Linked DNA regions of Ovis aries: region 1 is linked to region 2. Evidence: chromatin contacts called from public Hi-C data. All regions are on one chromosome and are shown on one strand. Each heading gives the region's core, a stretch centred on a gene start, on an enhancer-like site or on the middle of the called end of the contact. The rest is flanking DNA. Distances are from core to core; before and after follow the strand shown. Region 1 holds the start of MB21D2 (Mab-21 domain containing 2). Region 2 has its middle 56 kb from the start of MB21D2.

Region 1 (5,657 bases), core at 1,132-3,631, 56 kb after region 2:
AGTTGTGTCCGACTATGTGCAACCCCATAGACGGCAGCCCACCAGGCTTATACAGTGTAGCTGTATAAGAGCACTTAAAGGTATTTAGTTTACTGTTCAGGATTATTCAAATACACAGACTCACTGAAGGTCAATAGCTCATAGAATTCTGATCTGGCTGATGGAAAGTGAGCAGATAGTATAGAAGAACAGAGAGACCATTTGTTGACTTCCTTATTCAAAACATCCAAGACTCATGGCTGAGGCATAATTCCTACTACCTGTTTTATCTCTATGACTATAAGTATCACAAGGAGGAGCACTGGATCATTCACACTTTGGGAAATTAACAAAGAAAGAGTGTCTTGAATTTTTGCCTGAATTCTTTCAAACTGTATTAGGTTGGAGTTTGTTGCTTGAATGGGTGAATTAGTATCATTCTGATCCATGAAATGATTGTGCCTTAACCACCTGTCTTACTGATGGCTATCATTGATCATGAGAGAAGAACTGACAGATGGGAGTGGATCGATTTGTATCGTGGTTTCAACCGCTTACACAGTTTATTCCACTGCACAAACAATGGTAATACTCTCACAGGTGAGAAATCAGGGCAGCACAGCAGACCTGCAAAAGCCAGAGTTTTAAGTAACTCCCTCATCAAGTGCACCAGCATTCAGCTGGGCATGTGTATTCCCTCTTTAATATTATCTGAGAGAGAAAGCTTGTTTCAAAGAGAAGAAAACCCAAAAAGAAATTAACCGGTTATGCCAAAGTTCTTCATTCAACACCTGATGCAATAAACACTGAGGGCCTTTGTGCAGGGACCAATCTGAAGATGAGTAAGATGCAGCCATCCTAGGGAAGTTCATAGTTTGAAACTTGCATTAACAATGATAAAAGTAGGTCAAAATTCATCAGAGGCATATGAAAGTTTCTGAAACGGTGCAGTGGAGGTTCTAAGGAGAAAGATTTTGCCACCAGCTTAGGGTAGGGTCTTAGGGAAAGCTTACAGAAAAAGGCATAGAAGGAATTGACTCTGTCATTTAATTTGTAAAGAAAAAAGAAATTACCAATTCACTTAACAAAAACTTTTTTACCCTTCTCCTCCATAGTTTGTTGTTGTCCTTGTTTTGTTTTAGTGCTAAATTATATCTGACTCTTTTGCAACCCCATGGACTGTAGCCCTGGCCAGGCTCCTCTGTCCATGGGGTTTCCCAGACAAAAATACTGGAGTGGGTTGCCATTTCCTTCTCCAGGGGATCTTCCAGACCCAGGCATTGTAGTAGCTAACATTTAATTAAGCACTGATTGTGTCCGGTATTTCACTAAGTGCTTGGCCCACTTTGTTTCATGTAATCTTCAAAACAATCTATGAGATAGGAATTATCACCTCTATTTTATAGGAAAAGGCAGACAGAGCCTGAACTAACAGAAGAGTTTGTATTCTTGGCTATGAGAACCCAGGTAAGAAAAAGCTCTTATATCCAGCCTATGGGATAGAGACAAGTCGGGTTTTGAAGAATTAGTGAGGAAGAGAAACCTTTTCTAAGACCGCAGAGTCGGAGACCACTTAGCAACTGAACAAAGAGTAGGAGGCCTCCTAAGTGTCTGAGTCAAAAACCTCATAACAGTAAAAACATCTGAAGGACCTTGGACTTAGGTAGAATCTGTCTTGTTGAGTATGATTCCATCTCAGGAACCTTGTCTTTTGTCTTATCACTGTCCGCAGAGATTCTAGCACTCTGCCTGGCAAATAGTAGATGCTCAAATTTTTATCTGTTAAATGAGAATTTTCACCGTCATTGAACATTCACTGGAACGTGGGGCAATTAATTATGTTCCCTTCCTCACGCCTACACTTTGGTTTTCCTATCTTAATATTGGAACGGGCTGAACATCATTAAGACACTATATTAAGTTTAATAAGCTGTTATCCAGGAAAACTTAATTACCTAGGGCAAAAGTAGGAATATTATAGTGGCTAATAGGAACGTCTGTACGGGACAAGGAGGACATTCTTTTTTATACGTTTAATCCTAATATTTTTGGCAGTCTGTGCAGAAGAGGGCAGAAGGTTGGTTTTACATTCCTTAAGGCGGGCTCCCTCACCATCTAAAGGCGCTGGAATTCGTGAGACTGAAACGCTCGCATAGGGATGCCCTCGCCCAGGACACCGCCCTTAAAATCAGACAGAGGAAGACTTCTTTTTCCTTGAAGGCGCTTGGCAATCCCTGCCCCCTAAGGGAGTGGAGGCAGAGAAAGAATACATCTACATCTCTCACGTCTGCCCGAGTACAGATTGGCAAGTGGTATGGAGCGCAGACCTCTGTCATTTATTTATTTTTCTTTCCACTGGGTGCGCTGTCCCTTTAAATGGGGGACGCTGGTGCTGGCTCCGTAACACCGGAGCCGGCAGCTTGTTGATTTCAGAGCTGGTGAATTTCACATTGTTTCCACTTCACTTTCCTCGCCCGGGGGAGGCTTAGGTTGGCTCTACAACCGCTATAGTCGGGGCCAGCGAGGGCCAGGGGAGGGCAGGGACCTACTGCATCTGGGCCGGCTTGGGGCCGCAGGAAAGGGTGTCGGGGCCACACACGCACTCTCCCTGCAGTCCAGATCCTCCTGAAGCCCGTACGCCCGGAGCGCACCCAGCCGGGACCGCCCGCCTAGACGCCGGCCCGCCAGCCCGCCCACGGGCCGGGGTCACAGCCAAGGAGCCGACGAGGGGAGGAGGCCCAGGGGGGCTGGGTGGGGGGGCGGGGGTGGGTGCTGCCGCCGCCGCCGCGGAGCTGCTACTCGGCGCGTTTTGTATGAAGATGGCGGCTCCCACCGCCAGCAAGGCAGCCTCCCTGGGCTGTAACAACAAGCCTGCGTTCCCGGAGCTGGATTTCAGGTCGGGAGCTCGGGTGGAGGAATTGAACAAACTCATCCAAGAATTTACGAAGCACGACCAGCGGGAATATGACGACCAGAGAGCACTGGAGATTCACACAGCTAAGGATTTCATCTTTTCCATGCTGGGTAAGGAGGAAAAAGAGAGGGGTGTGTGTGTGTGAGTGATGGGAAACAGGGTAAAGAACCCATTCCCCCTTCTCGTGCGCTCTTTCCTTCTTTTCTTCCCGGAGCCAGGTGCCTGGGGTATAACCCATCTCTGTTCCGCCTTTTCCATTCTTCGCCGCAACCTGAGCTGCCTTCCCTTCCCTCCTAACTATACTTTGCCCCGGGTCCCTTTCCCGCACCGCCCCGGATTACTGACTCTTTTGTTAATTTCTCGCCGACTGGGGGTGGTAGGCAGGTGAAGCGTTGGTGGTGAAACGGCTCACTGTTGAGGGGAAGCCCCTGGAAGCCGCGCGGTCCAGAAGAGAACCCGTGGCGCCTTCAATGAAGGGATTTGTCTCTGGAGGCACGGACGTGCTCCTTCCCTGCGCCGTGTCTCAGGTCCTCTCTGGAGCTCGGGGAATGGAGACAGCCTGGGGCTCTGGCTCGGCTCCCGAGCGACAAGTTGCGAGCAGTCTTGCGGCGCGGCGCTGTCACGCCGAGCCTCCGGTGGCCAAACTTGTTGGGTGTTCCCTAGTAACCCGCTCGAGTATGCTGGGCGCCCGGAGTTCCTGCAACTTTGATTTGCAAATAGATTTCCCACTGAAGCGGTTGGAAGCATTTCCGGTGCTTCTTCAGGGTTCTTGCTGATCTCAGAATTCCTAATTCCCAGCTCGAAAATGACCGCGCTCAGACCTCTGACCCCGAGGATCGCCAGCCCCTTGCTCTTTGTGTGCTGTCTGTTCGCTGGCCGAGAGAGGTGTCCTGGGTTTCGAACCTCGGCGACGTTTGGGTTAGAATAAAGCCGCCTCTCCCATCCCCCAGCCTGGCACCTACAGGTCCTTAACAGATTGTTGAACGTTGTGTATAGGAAAATAATTGAGCCGGGCAGGGCGATCGAATAATCCCCTAGTATCCTGTAGTTCGGAGTAGTGCTGTGGGAGTCCGCTGGTGGGAGCCTCCCACGTAGCTTGCGGCTCCACCGAGGCAACTCTGGCTGCCGTGCAGTACGTGGCCTGGGGGTTAACACTCCACCGAACTGGGACTCCAGTGTAGCGCTGCCTGACTCGTGTCTCTGTGAGCTCTACAAACACATTCTTGGGCAATTTACCAGGTAGTGGAAAATTTCATTGAAAAGGTCTTTGACTGCAGAGGAAGACTTGAGTTTTTTCCTTCGTCCTGCCATCTATTGGATTTCATCCGCTGCCTCCTCTGGTTTCTGGTTCTATCAGAGTGTACCTTCCGTCTCGGTTTGCGTCCTCCCCACAGCCCAAGAAGTGGGTAATACAAATTGAACGTGTGGCCGCGGAGGGTAGTAACGTTTTGGGATGTTGTATGAGACACATTAAAACTTGGGGCTGGATTTTACCTTTTGCTCCATTCTCCCCAAGTGTATCCTAGATTGTGTATGAGGTTGGAAAGCACTCTGTTGAGATATTCGACGATTCAGCTAGTATTTAGATAAATGTGGGGTGTGTATGTGTGTGTGCGTGTGTTTAAATTACTCCCTAATCTTGTGGTGGGATGGGATTCCAGAGGGAAACTTTAGAAGCTTACAAAGCTTTCAGATCTGAAAACCAGCACTGCGCTTGTCAGAAGGGTGAGGATACACAGAGAATGCTCAGGGCAGTTATTTAAGTTGTTTAATCATTGCCTCTCTTCAGCATGTCTAATGGAAATTGCCCGTTGTGTTCTTACAGCCCCCAAATCAATTCTGATGTCTCCTGCTCTAGGTCGTTCACTAGGAAAAGGTGCTTGGTCACCATCAGTAAGGGATACTCAAGGAGCAGAAAAGGGGAGACTGTGGGAAGGGGTTAAGTTTAAACGCCCAGCTCATTGGGAACTTCTGTGTTAACCCCACAGCTGATACAGTGATTTCACAAAACCTTTACCCACATATGAATGGCAAATGAATTATTGCTTAATTCATTTTCATTTTGTGTTGAATGTCATGAGTGTGTTGACAGGTAAACGAAATTCCCTTTTATTCCTTTTTACCCACTTGATCTTGCAAGAGTGGTCTTTTTCTCCCCCTGGGAATCTGATGTTTCCACCTGCAGGAGAGAAAAATTCAGGAGAATGTCATTTAAGCCTCTTAGCCCTCTGGACAGTAGAAGGCAGATGGCAAAATGAGCCTGCCTGTGTGTGGTGCTGCGTTCATTTGTGTGTTGCTTGCTTTCCTTTAATGAGGTGCTGGCTGCTCTAGACAAGTGAAGGTTTGGCGACAGCAAGAGTCCCTGTGTGGATTTACTTTTTCTAAAGCGGATTTTCGCTGGGCTTAAAAAAAACAAAATCTCTTTTTGTGCACTTTGTTTCACTTGCCACAGCTCAGAGTCTTTAATGAATATGCGAATGAGGTGTCTTAACAACCCTCAGCTTGTTAAGGTGTTACAGGGGTGGGACCAGGCCCTTATTTCTGTGAGTTGGAGTGAGGGGAGATAAAAGGGGGTTGAGTCCTCCTGGCTTTGTTCTGCCTCTGTTGGAGCAGCACCTGAGGATTGTCAGCAGCTTAAAAACATTATTCCCTCACACAGAATGAAATGACAGGGAAATTTGGTGCAAACCTCTTTAATGGAACTGTGGATAACACTACCTCTCTTTTTAGGCTATTGGCAGGAGCAGCCACTCTCTGTTTGAGA
Region 2 (5,534 bases), core at 1,810-4,309:
GCACCACCGTTCCCTTCAGCCCTGACACAGGAGATTACACCGGTCAACCCTGGAGGCTTCAGCACCTGCTGCCATCACCTGCCTCTGGAACAGACCCACGGCTGGACCTGAACCAAAGGAGTCACAAGCTCCCAATTTGGTCTCCGTAGATGGGATAAATGGTCGTTGCTTCTATCAGTAACCTAGTTCTAGGCCCAGGAGAAATGGGAAAGTGAATATTTGGATTTTTCAATGTCTGTAGTTGAAGACATGTTCCCTCTCTCAAGATTTGTGAACTGAAAAACTCTCCCACAGTTGCAGGGCTTCAGATATGTTGCAGTCACACACACAAAAATAAGTAGTTGAAACATCTGAAGTATGTATCAATAGGAAAAGAACATGTCTCCACAGAGTGCCTGAAATCATTTGGGACTCCAACTTCTATTCGTAAAACCTAGGCCTGAAAAATAGACTGCAGCCCACCTCATGCAGCCCCTTTTGTTCTCCAGATGAGAAAGCAAGGCTGTAGAGTGGGACAGTAACCAGCCCAAGTTCACAGCTGGCTCTGAACTCAGGTTTCCTATTTGGGGACCAACTGTCTTTCCAGTGATTCAGGCTGCCTTCCAAGACAAAGAGCAGAGTCCCTTCTCTGTCAGATTAGCTGCAATGGCAAATGTCCATAAAACATTTTTATTTACTTGTTTATGTTTGGCTGTGCTGGGTCTTTGTGCTGGGTTTTCTCCAGTTGGAGCAAGGGAGCGGGAGTGGGCTACTCTCTAGCTGCGGTGTGCAGGCTTTGCATTGCAGTGGCTTCTCTTGTTGCTGGGCACAGGCTCTAGTATGTTCAGGCTTCAGTAGTCGCAGCTTGCAGGTTTCATGCCCCACAGCGTGTGGGATCTCCCCAGACCAGGGACCAAACCCATGTCCCCTGCATTGGCAGGATGATTCTTAACCTCTGAACCACCAGGGAAGTCCATATTTACTTTTACACCTTAGCTTGATTTGACTTGTGAAGATTTAAAGGTAAAACAGATGTAGCTATGATTGCTCCTACTCAAGATTCAGATTCAGTTTGTATTTATTAACCACCTATTACACGGGCAGACATTGAGATGGTGTTTTCCTTAATGTAGTAGGAAGTTTAGGGATCTGTTTGGGCCTGAGGAACACCTGGTGATGGGGACTAGTGCACAGAAGAGCTTCTCTTGCCATCTGCCACCTCTGTTTCCCTCTCATCATTGTTTTATTCTTTTCAATAGACACCTCTGCATCTGGTCCTCTCAGCTGAAAACAAGGTCTGCAACAGCTGTGGAAAGTTATGTTACAGAGTCAGTAAATGACCCTGGTCCCTTGGTCCCAGTACCAAATTCCTAAGGAAGAAACAATCAGCCCAGAATATCCATCCTTAGACCATCAACAGAAGCCAGGGAATCAGAACCACACTATATAACACAGCTGCTCCCAGAGTAACTATCAGGATGCGGAGGGCACTCCAGGAAAATCTGAGACATGCTTAGATAAAATATTATTGATTCCAGAACAGACACAGGAATTAATTTAACATTCACAGCAGCCCCATTCATTCATTTATTCATTAAATATTTATTGAACACTGCTGCTTTCTACCTCCTATCTCAGATAATAGGGATATAGCAGTGAGCAAAATAAGCAAAAAAGACAGAAAAAGGTATAAACAAGGAAATATACTGTGCATGAGATAGGGGAAAGTGCCATGGGAAAAATAAAACAGTTAGGAACAAGGATGGGGGTGAGTATATGTGCACATACCTACAATTTTATGAAGCACTGATGGGGAAGGCCTCATTTAGAAGAGAATATTTGAGTTGAATTTTGGAGAAATAGAGCAAGTCATGAGGCTATGAGGTAAGAGCTTTTCTGGCAGAAATACAGCAAGTGCAAAAAACAAAAAACAAAAAAAACACTGAAGGAAACAAATCCCTCAGGCTGAGATGTGCCTTGAGTGTTCGAGAAATAGCCAAGAGGTTGAAATGACTCTATCAGAGAATAAGAGAAAGAGTGTCAAGAGATGATGTCCCTGAGGTGAGAGAAGATGCATGGCCTTGGGCGCTTTGAGGACTTTGGCTTTTGCTCTGAGTGAAATGGGCTTCCCTGGTGATTCAGATGGTAAAGAATCTGCCTGCAATGTGGGAGACCCAGATTTGATCTCTGGGTCAAAAAGATCCCGTGGAGAAGGAAGTGGCAACCCACTGCAGTATTCTTGCCTGGAAAATCCCGTGGACAGAGGAGGCTGGCAGACTACAGTCTGTGGGGTCGTGAAGAGTCAGACATGACTGAGTAACACGTCTGAGTCAAATGGAAATCCATTCAAAGGTTTAAAGACTAGAAGTAACATAATCTCATGCCTATTGTGTTGAGAAGGTGCTAGGAAAGCAGAGTGGTAGTGAGCAGGCAGTCAAATTTTGGATTTATTTTGAAAAAAGAACTGACAAGTTGTGCCAATTGATTGGATATGAGGGATGAGAAAGAGAGGGGACTTAATGATGAGCAACTAGAAAGGCAGAGTTGGCATGTACTACAATGGGCAAGACTAGGAGAGGCAGGTCAGTGAGGTGAAGGGAGCTAAGAGTCCAGTTGAGGACACGTTAAGCCCAAGATGCTCTTTAGACATCCAAGTGGACAGTGAAAGGGCAGTTGGCTAAATGAACACTGAGTTCATGCGGGAGACTCTGCTGGAGATAGAGATTTTGGAATTGTCAGTTCATAGATGGTGCTTAAAGCCCTGAAACTGAATGATATCACCTTGAAAGTGAATATCAACAGAGAAGAAATGAGGGCAGAGGAGTTTCAGAGTAGTCCCCAGGGTAGGTTAAATCAGAGAGCGAAATGTATATGAGATATTGAAATCAAGAATTATGATTAGGAATAGGTGTAAGTGAAGTAATTCACCTTAGATCTGGTGAGTGGACGAGCCAGACTGATTGCAAGGACTTGGCGATCCTCAAAACCTCCTGGTGGAGCCATTAATGCTAATATCTTCTCTGCCTTCTGGCCTTCATTTTCCCTCCCATTACCCCTGGTCTCCTAATTTCCTCATCACAGAACACGTCCTACATTTATCACAGGAAGCTGAGGCTCAGAGAGGCTAAGAGACATTGTCTAAGATCAAAAAACAGCTAGAAAATGGAATCATTTTTTTACCCAAGAGGTAAGATAAGACAGATGCCAAAGAGTTGAATGCCAGAATCAAGACAAAAATGCCTCCTGTGAAGGAAATAATAGTGCTGAAGGAACTAACAGTGCCGAAGGATTCAGACCACACAAGAGCACATTTTTGTAGCAGCCCAAACGTCACAGACCCCCTTCTGGTTTCCTCTCATTTGTCCACTCTGTATTGTGTGATGAGGGCTTGGCAAGGTTGGAAACCTTGAAAGATTTCATAAGAATTTGTAAAGGTCATTACAAAGTGTTTCATGATTGTTCATCATTATCTTTTAATTCCTGTTTTTGAGAAACAGGAAGAAAAGTAAACAGGAAAAGTACATGAAAATCCCCTACAGGATCCCATTAAACAAAAATAGTGCTGACAGGAAGCAAACATCTTAAAACCTGAAAGGGGGTAGAGGACGATCTGGACTGAGAAATCTAGAGGACTGACTACCTTTCATTGCTATCAAAGTAATCAGTTACTGTTAAATGGAACAGTGACCAACATTTGGGCAACAGTTTATTTCCTCCTTGCACCCCTTTCTGCCATGTTAGACATTCTCCTCTCCCCCCAACCGGCAACTGCTCTCTGCCAACACCTGTAAAGGAAAGAGAATCAGACTTGGCAGGGCGTCTGTTCTGGTGGCCAAGTTATACCATCATATCTTGGCCTTGTAAGCAAGTGCCTAAAAATAATAGCTAGCATGTATTGAGTTGCTGCGTTGTGCTAGGCTATGGATTTTACACACACCATTTAGAAAGGGCTAGAAAAAATTGCCATACCCGAAAAGTTTCTGCTTCGTTCGAATTATTTCTATTTTATCAGTTCTAAGACTTGACGAGTGGTGACTCAAATGTGAAATAATCCCTTGGAATAGCTAAGTTTAGTGAACGTTTATAGAATTCTACCGCATACGGGAGGTCCAGACTCTCACTGTGAATGCAGAGATGGACAAGACAGAGCCCTGCAGGAGCTAATAGTCTGGTTAAACATTACAGTTAGTGTTTGTCAAACCTGCACTATGTTGCTGCCTATCATGCAGTTCTCACTAAAAAGGACACTCAAATGGAAATCAGAAGGCTTCATTCCTACTCTCTCTACCATTGATTTAACTATGAAAACTACAGGTGAGTCACTTCCCCTTTTTGAAACCCAACTGCATCTTTTAAAACGAATGTTTTGCACCATTTACAATAGCCAGACAATAGAATCAACCTCGATGTTCATCAGCAGATGAATGGATAAAGAAGTTATGGTGCCTATGTACAATGAAATATTACTCAACCATAAAAAAGAACAAATTTGAGTCAGTTCTAGTGAGGTGGATGAACCTAGAGCCTGTTATACAGAATGAAGTAAGTCAGAACGAGAAAAACAAATATTATTTATTAACACATATATATGGAAACTAGAAAAATGGTGTTGGCGAAGCTATTTGCAGGGCAGGAATAGAAACCCAGACATAGAGAAAAGATCTGTGGACACAGCAGGGTAAGGAGAGGGTGAGATGGATTGAGAGAGTAGCATTGAAACCTACATTACTATATGTGAAATAGATAGCTAGTGGGCAGTTGCTGTATGATGCAGGGAGCTCGACCCAGTGCTCTGTGACAACCTAGAGGCGTGGGAAGGAGTGAGGGGTTGGGAGGGAGGGTCACGAGGCAGGAGACACAGGTATACTTACAGCTAATGCACACTGCTGTGTGGCAGAAATAAACACAGCATTGTAAAGCAATTATTCACCAATTAAAAAAAAATTTTAAGAGGAATGCTTTGGCCCCTCGTCCTGTGTTCTCTTCCAGTGCTAACCATTTGTGAGTCTACTGCTGTTTCATTTTTATTTATTCAACAAACATTATTTGGGACAATATGCCAGGCACTTTGCAAATAGTAACATACTTATTCCTCGTAACAGTAGTATGCAGGTACTACTATTATCCTCTAATATCATCCCCAATCATATAAGTGTATCAACCTTATAGTAAAATAAAAGGGATATTATTATCCCCTTTTACAGATGGTGAAACTGAGGTACAGAGTCACTTTAAAATATTTAAGATTTATTTTATTCTCAAAACACTTGGAATTTTTTACTTTTGCTTTGCTGAGTGTACAAGCAGTCTTCGAAATTTCATTCCAGGTACAATTAGGTTGTCAGTTACGTTTCCTACTTTTAGAACAACTGTAGTCATCTAGCAGAGATGGTGGGGCAATGAGAACTCTTGTGTCACGGTCACAAACACACTGGAGCAGCCAGTGGGGAGCCTCTTCTTGTCCTTTCTGTCCCTCAGCAACTGCATTTTCTCCCTCTCTGGAATGAAAGAAAGTATGTGAAAGTGCCTGCCGGAAACCAGCTCATTTTACGCGA

What was found. Hi-C and Micro-C count contacts between places; a contact is called where the count stands out from the background.
Region 1: a contact with region 2 is called in a Hi-C map of liver, with 1.7 times the contacts expected there. The contact joins the promoter of MB21D2 here to the enhancer-like site in region 2. A contact is called at or near these places in 3 of 16 Hi-C or Micro-C datasets (blood and liver).

The regions. Positions count from the first base shown.
Region 1 is chr1:195,314,442-195,320,098 of ARS-UI_Ramb_v3.0, forward strand. It overlaps MB21D2 (Mab-21 domain containing 2), which reads left to right and starts at 2,382. Exons shown (of 2, transcript XM_027957290.2): 1 at 2,382-3,003. The coding sequence starts at 2,793.
Region 2 is chr1:195,258,027-195,263,560 of ARS-UI_Ramb_v3.0, forward strand. No RefSeq gene overlaps it. Among named protein-coding and RNA genes, the nearest start is that of MB21D2, 56 kb to the right of the region's middle. Within about 2 kb of position 3,060, at least 2 of the 54 cell types and tissues checked have an H3K27ac peak or open chromatin away from gene starts, as enhancers often do. A contact at or near this core is called in liver, where this site is marked.